3 separate regions of the Mus musculus genome follow, and regions 1 and 3 are each linked to region 2. Evidence: chromatin contacts called from public HiCAR-type and HiChIP or PLAC-seq data. All regions are on one chromosome and are shown on one strand. The core of a region is the stretch at or near the end of the contact, and the rest is flanking DNA. Distances in the headings are between cores, read along the strand shown.

Region 1 (3,693 bases), core at 126-2,625, 690 kb before region 2:
CAGCAGAGAGTCGTGGTTAACAGCTAGAAAGGACGAGTAAAGATAGAGAAGGGTCTTTAAAGCATGGCCGCTTCCTTAATTGAGCAAGCTGTGCATAAAAGCCTGCGATCATCTCTTTGGTGAGCCAATGGGGCGTGCACAGCCAATGGAGAAAACCTGAGACACCGGCACCCTTCCCCACCCTCATCCAGCCACAGGCTCCCCAACTCTGGATTTCCCGTCCCTCATTCCGGAGGATAGGCCTGCCTTAATAAAAACAGTTTCACTCTGCCTCTGTCTTCTTTCTCTCTTGCATTTTGTCTTTCCCAGACAGTCAGTTGTTTTTTGCTTGTACCATGCAATGAACTCAGCTAACAGCAGAATTGCCATTACACCTGCAGCTCCCTGGCTAACCAACCTAGCTAAACGGGTAAACTCCAGGTTCGGGGAGAAAATCTGCCTTAGGGGAGAGGGGGGAAAGGTGGACAGTGACTGGAGGAAACACAGGCAACCTGTGGCCTGTCCTCATGAAGGAACATACAAACACAGACACACAGATAACACATTAAAGTCATCTCTGTAGGCTGGAGCTTAATTCCCACAGAACTACCTAAGAAGTATATGCACCATCTTTCAGAATTGTCTAAAACAACCCAGCCACAGCGGGCCTAAGTCTGTGCTAGCACTAGCAAACTCCAGGCAGGATAGGCTGCGCTAAACACGCGAGGAGTACAGGTCAAGTGTCTTTCTCCACCTTATTTGAGGCAGACTCTCACCGAACCAGAGGCTGGAGCCACCGGTTTCTGTTTCCACCTCTCAGAAGTGTGGTTTCAGACTTCCTTAGCTATGCAGGTTTTTCAACCTAGGTTCTGGAAATTCAAACGCAGGCACAGATGCTTGTATAGCAGGCACTTCACCCGCGGAGCCATCTCCGCAGCCCTTAGCATGCCTTTTAAATCATCTATTTTATCCAATGGTCTCCAAGTCCGGATTTAGAGCTTTTCCTCGGGAGAGCATCGCCTACAGGTTTAGTAAGCTACAAAATTTCTTATTCGAGATATATCCTACCAGGTTATTCATGAGAGCAAATAAAGGGCATAAACGAAGGAGGAACATTAATTTCTACAGGGTCTAATCATGGCCTCTGGACAGTCCGCCCAGGTTAAAGCATTAAGAACGGGAAATGAGAAGACAGTGAGCACTCAGGGCTCTCGAGGATCTTCCCACTCCGCAGCGCAAGGAGGAGGCAGGGTCGGCCTAGGCTGCACCCTCCGGCCCTGGCTCCCGCTGGCTCGCCGCTCTGGACTGTACCTGACAGGCGATCGACCTACGAAAGCCACACGCCATGCCTCCCTTTCCCGCACGCCCCGCCTCCGCGCCGGAAGTCGCCTCTGCTTCCGCCAGGGCGCGCGGAAGTGTGGAGTGCGCATGCACACGGGGCCGCGGACTATGGCCACCTCCTCCGTGTCTAAGGTACGTGGGGGTGGCGCTCGCCTCAGATTCGCGGTGCCTGTTTGGCAAGTCCGACGAGGTTTGATGGGCATCAGCTCTGGCTCCGCGGAGAACAGGACTCGGGCGGCTTTGCCCAGGTCCGGGTTCGAGGCAAGCTTTGCTCTGGGCAACTAGGCCATGGCGCCAAGGCTAGGAGAGCGGCTGCCCCCAGAATGTGCTGCGTCCTGCCGCTTCCCCCACTCTTCCCCCTCCATAAATTCACACTGTGCTTTAAGTTACCGAGATGCAGATGGAGGCAAAAATAGATTTCTGTTCCCAGAAATACTCATAAGCAGCTGATCTTGAATTGGCTCATTAGCAAGGAGAAAAGTTCTAAGAGAGGAGGGACGAACCAAGGTTTCTGGGAGACCGAGGAAATTCTTGGAGAAAGTGACAGTTTGGCTAAGGTCTGAAAAATAAGAATCTTGGCAAAATATAAAGCATTAGTTTGGGAGAGCAGAATAAGATGGTCTTTGCCTTAGAATGTAGAAATAAAAGAGCGTATTAAGTAAAAAGAGCAGTTTAACCCGTGAGTGGAGAGAGGAGCATTAGGAAAAACCAGAATAAAAATGTAATTCAGATGAGTGTTTTGAGGGGTTGTGGACTACTCGATGGCAAAGGAGTGCTAGTCAAATTGTAGTTTGTAAGAGGAGAAATCCTAGGCTTGTATTGCCCCCTAGGAGCCTGTGGCTACATCTGGAATTAAGATAACTTAAAATTAAGTTTACCATTAGCAACCATATTTCAAGAATATCAAACAGGGCAGCAGATGGAAAAGAAAGGTCTATTGGTCTGTGCTGCTATGCCTTGTAAAGTAAGACTTGACTCCTGTTCTAAGAACAGAAGGACACTCCTGAAGGAAGCTGAAATAACAGACTTCTGAAAGGTTTCGTAATTGGGGCTACAGGGGAACACTGAAGTGGGCTGTCTTCTTTTATAACAGGTCTGTTAGGGGTGATGTTAACATCAGAATCAGGCAGGCAGGCAAGCAGGCAGGCAGGCAGCAACACAGCAGAGCCAGTGAAGGGAACTCTGGCCCACGGGGCAGAGTGAGACCCCTTCAGTGTTTTTACGGGGTGAACCCGCTGGAGGACATTGAAATGCTCTCTGGTTTTGGCGCACAGCCCACTAGGTTGTTGCTGGAGGTAAGCAGCGAATGACTCCTCAGTTTGTGAAGTTTAGGTGATAGATATACACTTTTTCTAACTGGGCATTCCTGAGGGGAGATGGAGCAGGGAAGACAAGGATATAAAGGCAAGTCATTTTAGTCCAAGAAACGCAACTGCCGCTTAAAGAAATTGTCACAGTTCAACAGAAATGGAGACACTTTACACATGGTACGGTTCTGGCTGAGGGTTAAGACATTTGAGAAGTGTGTTAGTGATGAAAGGTAACGGTGCACCAGACATTTAATTTTGATTAAAATGGTCAATGACAAGCAGTACCCCCAAAGACTACATTTCAAAGAGAACAAACACTGTGGTTTAATTAATTTTTTGGAGGCATGTTCTCTCGATGTGCCTTTATCGGTTTGCAACTCTATATGTAGATCAGGCTGAACTTGAACTCTCCTGCCTTCCTGAGCCTGCCAAGTGCTAGGATTAAGGGTGTGCACCACCATACCCAGTTCCTAGTTAAAGACTTTTGTGGTTTTTTTAGCTTTATTCCTATTTTTATTTTTCCTTGGCTACAAAGTTCCAGATGTTTTGAGTGCCCTAACTCCTAATCCTGTTTGTTGCTTAAGACTTCATTGCGTTCTCTTTTCTGGTGGTGAATGTAACAATGTGGACTTTGTGCACACTACACAAAAGCTTTACCACAGCTGCTTCTCCAGCCCTTCCAGAGAAGGAGAATTTTTTTTTTTTTTCAAAAAGCCATCATTTCTATAAAACTTGGAGATGATAGTTTTTTCAGAAAAGCACTTTTCTTTTTGCCCTAATAGAAATATCTGTGTTGATAATCATGAAAGAAATATTATATAAATAAGAACCTTTAAGGACAATTTCCAGAATTCATGGAACTGCCAACGTTTTAATTTATTTTCCTCCTTAAACATATCAAGTATTGTTGGGGGTTTTTTTTGTCATATTTTTTGGCTGATGGTTAAGGTGGTTAGCCACATTACTGTTCATTAATGTTTGTTGCTTATATTCATATCCTTGTGCTAATATTTGTTATACTACTATCCATTCTATAACTGGCTGTAACGTGTATATGGAAAGA
Region 2 (3,725 bases), core at 84-2,583:
AGAGCTAGTAGCTCCTATTTGGAAGAAAAATTTAAAAGATAGGAAATAGGTTTTTTCATAGATAGGTTATTAAATTTTTTTCTCACCTCTTTGAAACCTTTGAGAGATAAACCATGTACTACAATTAAAAACACGCATGTTGCTTTAAACTTTGAAATGACCAAACAACAGTTTCTCACATCTATCATAGCAAACATTTGCATTCAGGAAATGCTCCATTTGTGACTTGTAAGCCTTAACCAAGAAACATCCTTTTAAAATAAAGCATCAACTTCATTCGTCTGGTGCCAGCTCTTAGTTTCATGTTCCTATAACAGTCAATCACAGGTATCAATACTATATATATTAGTTTTTCCTTAAACAGAGATGGCTGCTGTAGCTATCGCTCTGTATCAGAAGTTCCTTATTTAACATAGATTTCTTTACATGACATTTAGTATTTAATTGAGTCGTTTTCTACATGTGGTGCAGAGACTCTGGAAGACTTAGTTTCTGATAAGGCTAAAAGACGTCAAGCATCAACTCAAGTGCCTGTTTTCCAAACATGCACAATTACACATTTTCTACAAACAGACATCAGTGTATGCAGAGCTAGGTGCATATCCAGTAAATTGTAAATGGTAGAAGCCTCCAGAAGTAGCTTAGACCACAGGTAACAAGCTGGGACTATACAGCTAAGTAAACACCATATTAGCACGATTTGCTCTCCTGGAACACGGAGCAAGAACTCCGCGTAGGACACCAGGGGACCACTGGCCAGTACCGAGGGGGCGGGAGGCGGAAAAGCTATTCCCAAACGCCACTGTGCCAGGTCTTACCCTTCGCATCCCCCGGTCCACGGGCCAGAAGCTCCCTCGGCACCTGTCGCCCAGCCAAGGGGCTGGCTCTCTGCTACAAGGAAATTTGCCCCCAGACTCTATGAGAGCTCTGCAGACAGCCCAGGCTCCCGCCTGAGCCAGGGGGAGGCTCTGGCGCCAGGGGAGCCAGAAGGAGGCGGAGGCGGAAAAGAAGTGGAGAAGGTAGAGGCAGCGAGCGAGCAGGGGAGGCGGCGCGGGGCGCGGTGGGGCGGGGTGGAGCGGGGCGTGCCCGCGGCGATCGGTCAGTAAGTCAGTCGGTCTGCGCGCCCGCGTCCCCGGCCTCTAGCACCCGTGCGCCACGGCCCCTGGGACTGGCTCCCCTGGGCTCGGACAGGCCCGCTTCGTTCTCCGGCTCTCCCCGGCGTCCCACTGACCGCGCTGGCCGGCCTGGGGCCGCCCGCTTGGGCCACCCCGAGCGCCCGTCGCCGCGCCCTGCTTGAGGTCCCTGCCTCTCCCTCAGCTCGCGCGCTGTCTCTGGCTCGCTCTCGCTCCAGTCCCATTTATGAAGCGTGGTCCCATCACGTGTTAATGAGCCTTTGTCCTGCCCTGGCAGCGGCGGCAGCAGAGACTCCGCCAAGGGATCTGCGCGGGGAGGGACCGGCGCGCGGCGCCCGCGGCTCCAAACTTTGCTGCGCGGTACCCGCCGCGGCGCTGGCCCGGGGGCTAGGAGGGACGGCCCTGGCGCTCGGCGCCCACTGTGTCATCCTCACTCTTTGCCACCAACGACCCCGCGGCCTCACCCTGCTCTGCTCCCTGGCGCCCTCCCACCCTGGCGTGGCCAAAGGGGACGCGTGCCTCACTGCCCGCGACCTCGGGGCCGTTAATCACCAGCGCTGCTCATTGCCAGGACCTCACTGGAGGTCACGCGCCGGGCGGTCGGGATCCGGAAACAGGGCGGCAGGAAGGCCGGCCAAGTGAGGTCTCCGCCCGACCCTCCCCTCTGCGCCGCCTCCAGTCCTCAGCTACCTGGCCGCGGCCACCAGCCCTCCGCCCTCGGGGCGGACGGCGTCGCCTGGGCGCCTCCCGCGCTGGCCCGCGCGACCACCCGGGCGCGCCCAGCCTCCAGCCGTGGCCGCACGAGCTCGGCTCTGTGGGCGCCCGGCGCCCCCTCCCCAGCCCTGGCGCTCCCCGCACCTCCTGCTCGCGGGGAGATGCATCCGCGGCGGGCGGGGGCTCTTGTTGGGCGGGAGCCTGGGGACCGGCGGTGCGCCCGGCCGCCGCCGCAGGAATTAGGGGACATGCTCGTTAATTGGTTCCACTCCGCCGTCTGCCTCTTGTGTGCACGGATCAAACCTTAATTGGTCTTTACATTTATCACGGCGAATTGCAACCCTATACACGAGCGTCAGCCCGCAGCTTCAGCCGAGGGGGCCATTCTCCGCCCGGGCCCCGGGGACCAGGCGGTTGTGGCTACAGCTGAATTGCGTTTTAGACCTCGTTCTCCCTGGAGAGTTGGGTCCAGTCGAGTCGTAAGGTTTCCACCTGACAGAGCCACATCAAGTCAGGTCCAGGGGCCCAGCTGTAGGCACAACGTTAGGTTCCTAGGCCCTCAAGGTAGCAGCTTGGCATTCGTTTTAAGCCTTGCTCAGAGTCGAGGACGTCTAGCCCAAACAGCTTCCTACAAGGCCTCTTTTTACCAATTCTCCCTGACGTCCTACCCCCCACCCAGAGCCAAACGCTCAGTGTATCTGGCCCCTATTTTGAATCTGGTGACAAGGATCCCAGAGGGTGAGCCTAAAGGAAGAAGCAACATAGAGGGTAGAGGAAGCTGCAGAATTCGGGGAGGAGAGACTGCTCTGAGAAGGAAAGCCTGAAAGCTTCCTACCTACAGGTCGAGCTGAAGAAAGGCTTCCAGCAGAGCGCTAGCTGTCGGAATATCTCTGAGACTGTTTTCCACTAGAGAGAGTAGTTTCCATTTCCATGTGAGGAGATGGCCTTTTGAGACAGAGTCCACAGCTGAAGCAATCAAGTTGTAGGTAAATATAAACAAAGATCTGACAGACCAATCGTAGAGGGAGAAATGCTTAGGAGAGATGATTGGGTGGATGTGGGATACCATTTGAGCCTTAAACCTGCTGCCTAGGCACAGGCTCTGCTTTGCCTCCTTCCACACATCTCCAGCATAAAGGCAGCTCTTTCTAAAGATTTACAGGAGAAAGAGGCTTCGTCGTCGTCTGCCCCTTTCTTTCAGAGGTCGAAGTTGCTATTTTAGCCTCACCTCAGATTCCTAGCAGAAGCAAACATTTGGGGGGGGGGGGCAGACATTGCTTTTCTTGGGACCTCCCAGACTCTAGAGAAGTCTCAGCACTACCTGCTAGCCAGGAAGCTGGCAGTTCTTGCTCTGCGTGGTCAGGTCAGGGAGCCGGGCAAGCTTTCGTGTGGGTGTTGGTGCTATTTAGCCACCCAGGTGGCTCAGCACTGTTGTTCAGCGTCATTCAGGTGTTAAACACAGACAGACCCTGGTAGTATGTAAAGGACCTTCTTCCTCATATTGATCCACCGTCTTGGTGGCCCATATCATATCTGGAGGAAGAAGTCATTTAGTCATTTGCAACCTGTGGGAGGTACTCTACATAAGTCTTTTATCAACACCAGCTTTTACTTCTTCTAAGATGGAACTCAGTTTCCTTATAAAGATGTTGATGCTTATTCGTGTCTCAAAATCATCCCAAATCTCTGATCGATGGTGTACTTTTTCACTGAATCCTATGAAACACTAACACCATATCTATCTATCTATCTATCTATCTATCTATCATCTATCTATCTTAAATGCTGGGAGTCTGTTGGTTGACTGGCTGAAGTGGTATGTGGATTGAAACTATCAGTATTAATCTAACCAGAGAGAGATTACAGAAGCTATTACTA
Region 3 (4,146 bases), core at 324-2,823, 550 kb after region 2:
GGTAGGTAGGCAGACAGGCAGACAGGTTATAAATGTATACCTATAAAGATTATATAGATTTTTTTTAAATAAAATAAAGTCACTCTAACAAAACTTCAAACTGGAGAAGACTGGTCCAAACAACAGAATGAAGATGCACACTAAGCATGGGTAGTCTTTGAAAGTAAGGCAGTACCCATAACAAGTACCAGAGTTAATGAGGAGACAAAAAAATGTTTTCAAGTTCAGATAATATTCTTCTAATAACTTAAATTTAAGGCACGATTTAAAGCTATTTTTAGAATTTTATTTCTATCATTATACTCCTAAGCAAAATGTCTCTATGGTTTTATACTGCATGTCCCTCTCTCTTACACAGCTGTATGTAAGTGAAACCTACTCGTGAGACATCATGATAGCCTAATGTAAAGCCTTTAAGCTTTAATTTCCTAGATGATGAACAGCTAAAATAGGACTGGTGATATGGCTCAGTGGGTGAAACAACAAACCCCAGAACTCCTGTAAAGTTGGGAAGCAAGAATCTACCCCTTAAAGTTGACCACTGACCTCCATAGGCACAGCACTACATGCACACACATACACACAAAAACACATACACTCACACACATACACACACACAATCATACATACACAAGCATAATATACATACAAACACACATGTATCACACATATAATAAACATGCACATATATATGCATCATGCACACATACTACTAATAACATTTTTTAAAGCTAAATAAAAATATTTTTCATTCAGTATTCTTAGACAAATATTTCCTGACTCCCTACCAATGATTAAAAGCCAAGTAATGGATATTAGGGATGCTATGATAATATATGCCTCAACCTAAGTAATACCTTAATTTTAACACCAATATTTATTTATTTTTCTCAAATAGCTTTTATTAATGATTCTTTGTCTCTCATTAAATTTGGCTTACAAACATATTTATAAATCTTGTTTCCTTGCCACTAAAAAAAATTACCCATTTTACATTTATTTGTTTGGTCCTAACAACATTAATCACTAAATCTACATAATGAAAACTAAATCTACCAATTTTAATATTTACCAAGAAACTTGTGAAAAGTGAGGGCTTCATGTCAAGTCTCAAGGTATCATTGGCAATAACCACTATTTTTCCTTAAACCTGGCACAGGGAGAGACCTCATACCCCTCACCTTTAACACCAATATTTAAATGTAATGGTATAATGAGCTATTTCTTCCTGTCAATCTAACTCTATTTAATTCTACTTAAATTATTCAAGTTATTTTTAAAGCACTTCAACAAATCAATGATTTTGTAAATACTTAGTTGGAAAACCCACAAAGAAATTTTGCTGTGGTATAAGCAGTGACTTGCCCTAAGCTACCGTAACAGTAAATTTAAACTGTCAGATACAATCTAGACGCCTAGAAAGAATGTCTCAATGAGGATCTGTTTAGACATGTCTGAGTGATATTCTGAATTAGGCTAACTGAGGTGGCACCAGCATCCTTGGGCTGAGCCTAGAGTGAATGAAAGAGGGGTGGGGCGTGGGTGGGGCTTTGCACGGGCATTCACTTCTCTTTCTTCCTGTGGATGTGATGGGACTGGCTGTCTGAGTTCCTGCCGCCAGGACTTCCCTGCTAGATCAGTCTGTAACCTGGGATTGTAAACCAGCACTTTTCCCCCTAAATTGCTTTTGTTAGGGTATTTTATCACAATAACGAAATAAAATAAAATAAAATCATTTTTAAAAAGCAGGACAGTTATATTTTAATTTTCTATTTCTTTTCCCTCGAGATAAAATTCAAAGATAACTGGAAGAAAAACAAAACAGAAGACATAACATAGCAAATAAGTGTTAATCAGAGCATAGTAGTGTTTCATAAGTTTTCACTTATAGAACTTGAATTTGTTTACTGAACATAATTTTACTTCTTGATTTCTCTTTAAAAACAGAAGGCATACAACTTTCCATAGACCAAATATTTGAAGATTTTCTCTGAAATGATACTTTATAGGTCTATGAATCACTTGGAAACCAAATCATTATAAATGCATAAGCAGAAAAGGTAGTGCTTCGAATTTGAAACATGAAAACCAAAATAGAAGTTGTAAAGTTACAGTACATAGAAAGGCGACTCTTAGAAATAATTTTTTAAATAGTACCTTAAGACTACAGTGAAGTAGAAAATGGATCTCCACCGCTTCTGGGAATACAAATCGTCATTATCAGCTCACCAAAGAATAGCAAACTACAGTGTGTGAATATTTAAAGAATAAAAGAATAAATTGCATTCACCCTGCAATTCTGGCTTATTCTACGTACATCAGATATTTCTCAAGCAAACAGTCCACATAGCTTCAACTGACTGCCTGAAGAGACTCAACACAGTATCTGTGACTTTTTATGAGATCTCAGTGCTTACCTAAAACTCAGGCTTAGTTTTCAAAAATCCCCACAAAATGGAATCTTGGGTTTTAATCTTGAAAAGTTATTAATCTTTCATTCCCCAAGTCTAACACTAGCTCCAGTTAAGTTCATCCACTTTGTCTAGATGCTAAATTTCTCTAGCCAGTAACCAACTATCATGGAAAAGAATTCTCTTTCTTGCTCACCACAAATCCAACACATTATCCTCTCTAAAGAATTAATGATTTATTACTAGATAAGAATGAAAATTAAGCTATGTCATTAAAGTTAAACATTTATATTCATGCACAGGTTTTCCATTATCATCACTGTTTTTTTTTTTTTTATTAGCATGCATCATTACATTTAAACTTATAAAAATTTGGTAAATCTCAACTGAAAGATAGAAAATCTGAAAGCAATTTCCACAGGAAACATAATTTTATGATTGTTAAATAGGCAGAATCCAGAACTATGTAGTATTCTGTGAGACAGTATCTAACTCGGGACACTGAGGTAGGCAGCACAATCCATGAGTCTCCAAATGAATAGAAAAGATCACAGTTACCCAACTGTAGAAAGGAAGAGTGGGATACGTATGAGAGAAGTTGGGGAATGGGACTAAATATGACCAAAATGCACACTGTATGAAACTCCCAACAAACTCAAAAAATTATAAATTGGACATAGTATGTAAAATTTTAAGGATCCTGTATGGCTAGTTTTGTGTCAACTTGACACAGCTGGAGTTATCACAGAGAAAGGAGTTTCAGTTGGGGAAATGCCTCCATGAGATCCAGCTGTAAGGCATTTTCTCAATTAGTGATCAAGTGGGGAGGTCCCCTTGTGGACGGTGCCATCTCTGGGATGGTAGTCTTAGTTCTATAAGAGAGCAGGCTGAGCAAGCCAGGGGAAACAAGCCAGTAAAGACCATCCCTTCATGGCCTCTGCATCAGCTCCTGCTTCCTGACCTGCTTGAGTTAAACAGCAATGTGGAAGTGTAAGCCAAATAAACCCTTTCCTCCCCAACTTGCTTCTTGGTCATGATGTTTGTGCAGGAATACAAACCCTAACTAAGACAGATCCCTATCAAAACACTAAAAAGTTTAAATATTTATGACTATGAGACTATGACTATGAGCATGCTTCAGTTGTGATATACAGATAGAATGGCAACTTTTGAGACTATAAAAATAAAGAATAAAGGCCATGCAGTGCTGTCAAAGACTCCCAAAACACACAACCAATTTTTGTTGCCCCTGTTAACAGCCCAGAGAAGGAAGAAAAGTCCCTATTGTAGAAGAAACCATGCACTTCAGAAACAGGACCCAAAGGCAACTGAAATAGAACTCATTTGAATGTTCCCTCCCTGAGAACTAGCTTTCATGGTATCAGAAGATGCCATGCAAGCTTCCAAAGGAGAAAGGCCATCAAAAGTCCCACCCAACAGCTAGGAACCACATCAATGACCAGCATGGTACAACAATGCTAAGGGTGCACTGGGACGGCACACATACATACCTTGGGAGTAACCAACAGCCCTTCAATTAGACTTACGAGCCACTCAACAAGAGGAATACCATGTACAATACTGAAAACCTAGTCAACTAATCAGTGCTAGTGAAATCTCAATTATTAGAGAAGAACCTACCTACAACCACTAATTTACTAAACCAGCAGAATCCCTAACAACAATCTAAACATTTGTCCTTATACCCACAGATAAGTGTAGTCTTCACCCCCAT

Evidence for each region. HiCAR-type assays count read pairs that join an accessible place to other places. HiChIP or PLAC-seq counts read pairs in DNA pulled down with a chosen protein or histone mark.
Region 1: a contact with region 2 is called in a HiCAR-type map of astrocytes, with 4 times the contacts expected there. The contact joins the promoter of Orc3 here to the promoter of Cnr1 in region 2. A contact is called at or near these places in 1 of 484 Hi-C or Micro-C datasets (brain) and 6 of 115 datasets of contacts at active chromatin or transcription factors (astrocytes, embryonic forebrain, embryonic hindbrain and 3 more).
Region 3: a contact with region 2 is called in an H3K27ac HiChIP or PLAC-seq map of embryonic stem cells, with 4 times the contacts expected there. The contact joins the enhancer-like site here to the promoter of Cnr1 in region 2. A contact is called at or near these places in 6 of 39 promoter capture datasets (cranial neural crest, embryonic stem cells, frontonasal cranial neural crest and 3 more), 14 of 115 datasets of contacts at active chromatin or transcription factors (SST interneurons, differentiating embryonic stem cells, embryonic basal ganglia and 8 more) and 1 of 9 other capture datasets (embryonic stem cells).

The regions. Positions count from the first base shown.
Region 1 is chr4:34,612,624-34,616,316 of GRCm38.p6, reverse strand. It overlaps Orc3 (origin recognition complex, subunit 3), which reads left to right and starts at 1,375. Exons shown (of 20, transcript NM_015824.4): 1 at 1,375-1,452. The coding sequence starts at 1,408. Rars2 (arginyl-tRNA synthetase 2, mitochondrial) reads right to left here and starts at 1,360. Exons shown (of 20, transcript NM_181406.4): 1 at 1,291-1,360. The coding sequence starts at 1,326.
Region 2 is chr4:33,922,252-33,925,976 of GRCm38.p6, reverse strand. It overlaps Cnr1 (cannabinoid receptor 1 (brain)), which reads right to left and starts at 1,333. Exons shown (of 2, transcript NM_007726.5): 1 at 819-1,333.
Region 3 is chr4:33,372,513-33,376,658 of GRCm38.p6, reverse strand. The region is part of intron 11 of Rngtt (RNA guanylyltransferase and 5'-phosphatase); the gene reads right to left. Among named protein-coding and RNA genes, the nearest start is that of Mir8118, 63 kb to the left of the region's middle. Within about 2 kb of position 1,573, at least 7 of the 459 cell types and tissues checked have an H3K27ac peak or open chromatin away from gene starts, as enhancers often do. A contact at or near this core is called in differentiating embryonic stem cells and embryonic stem cells, where this site is marked.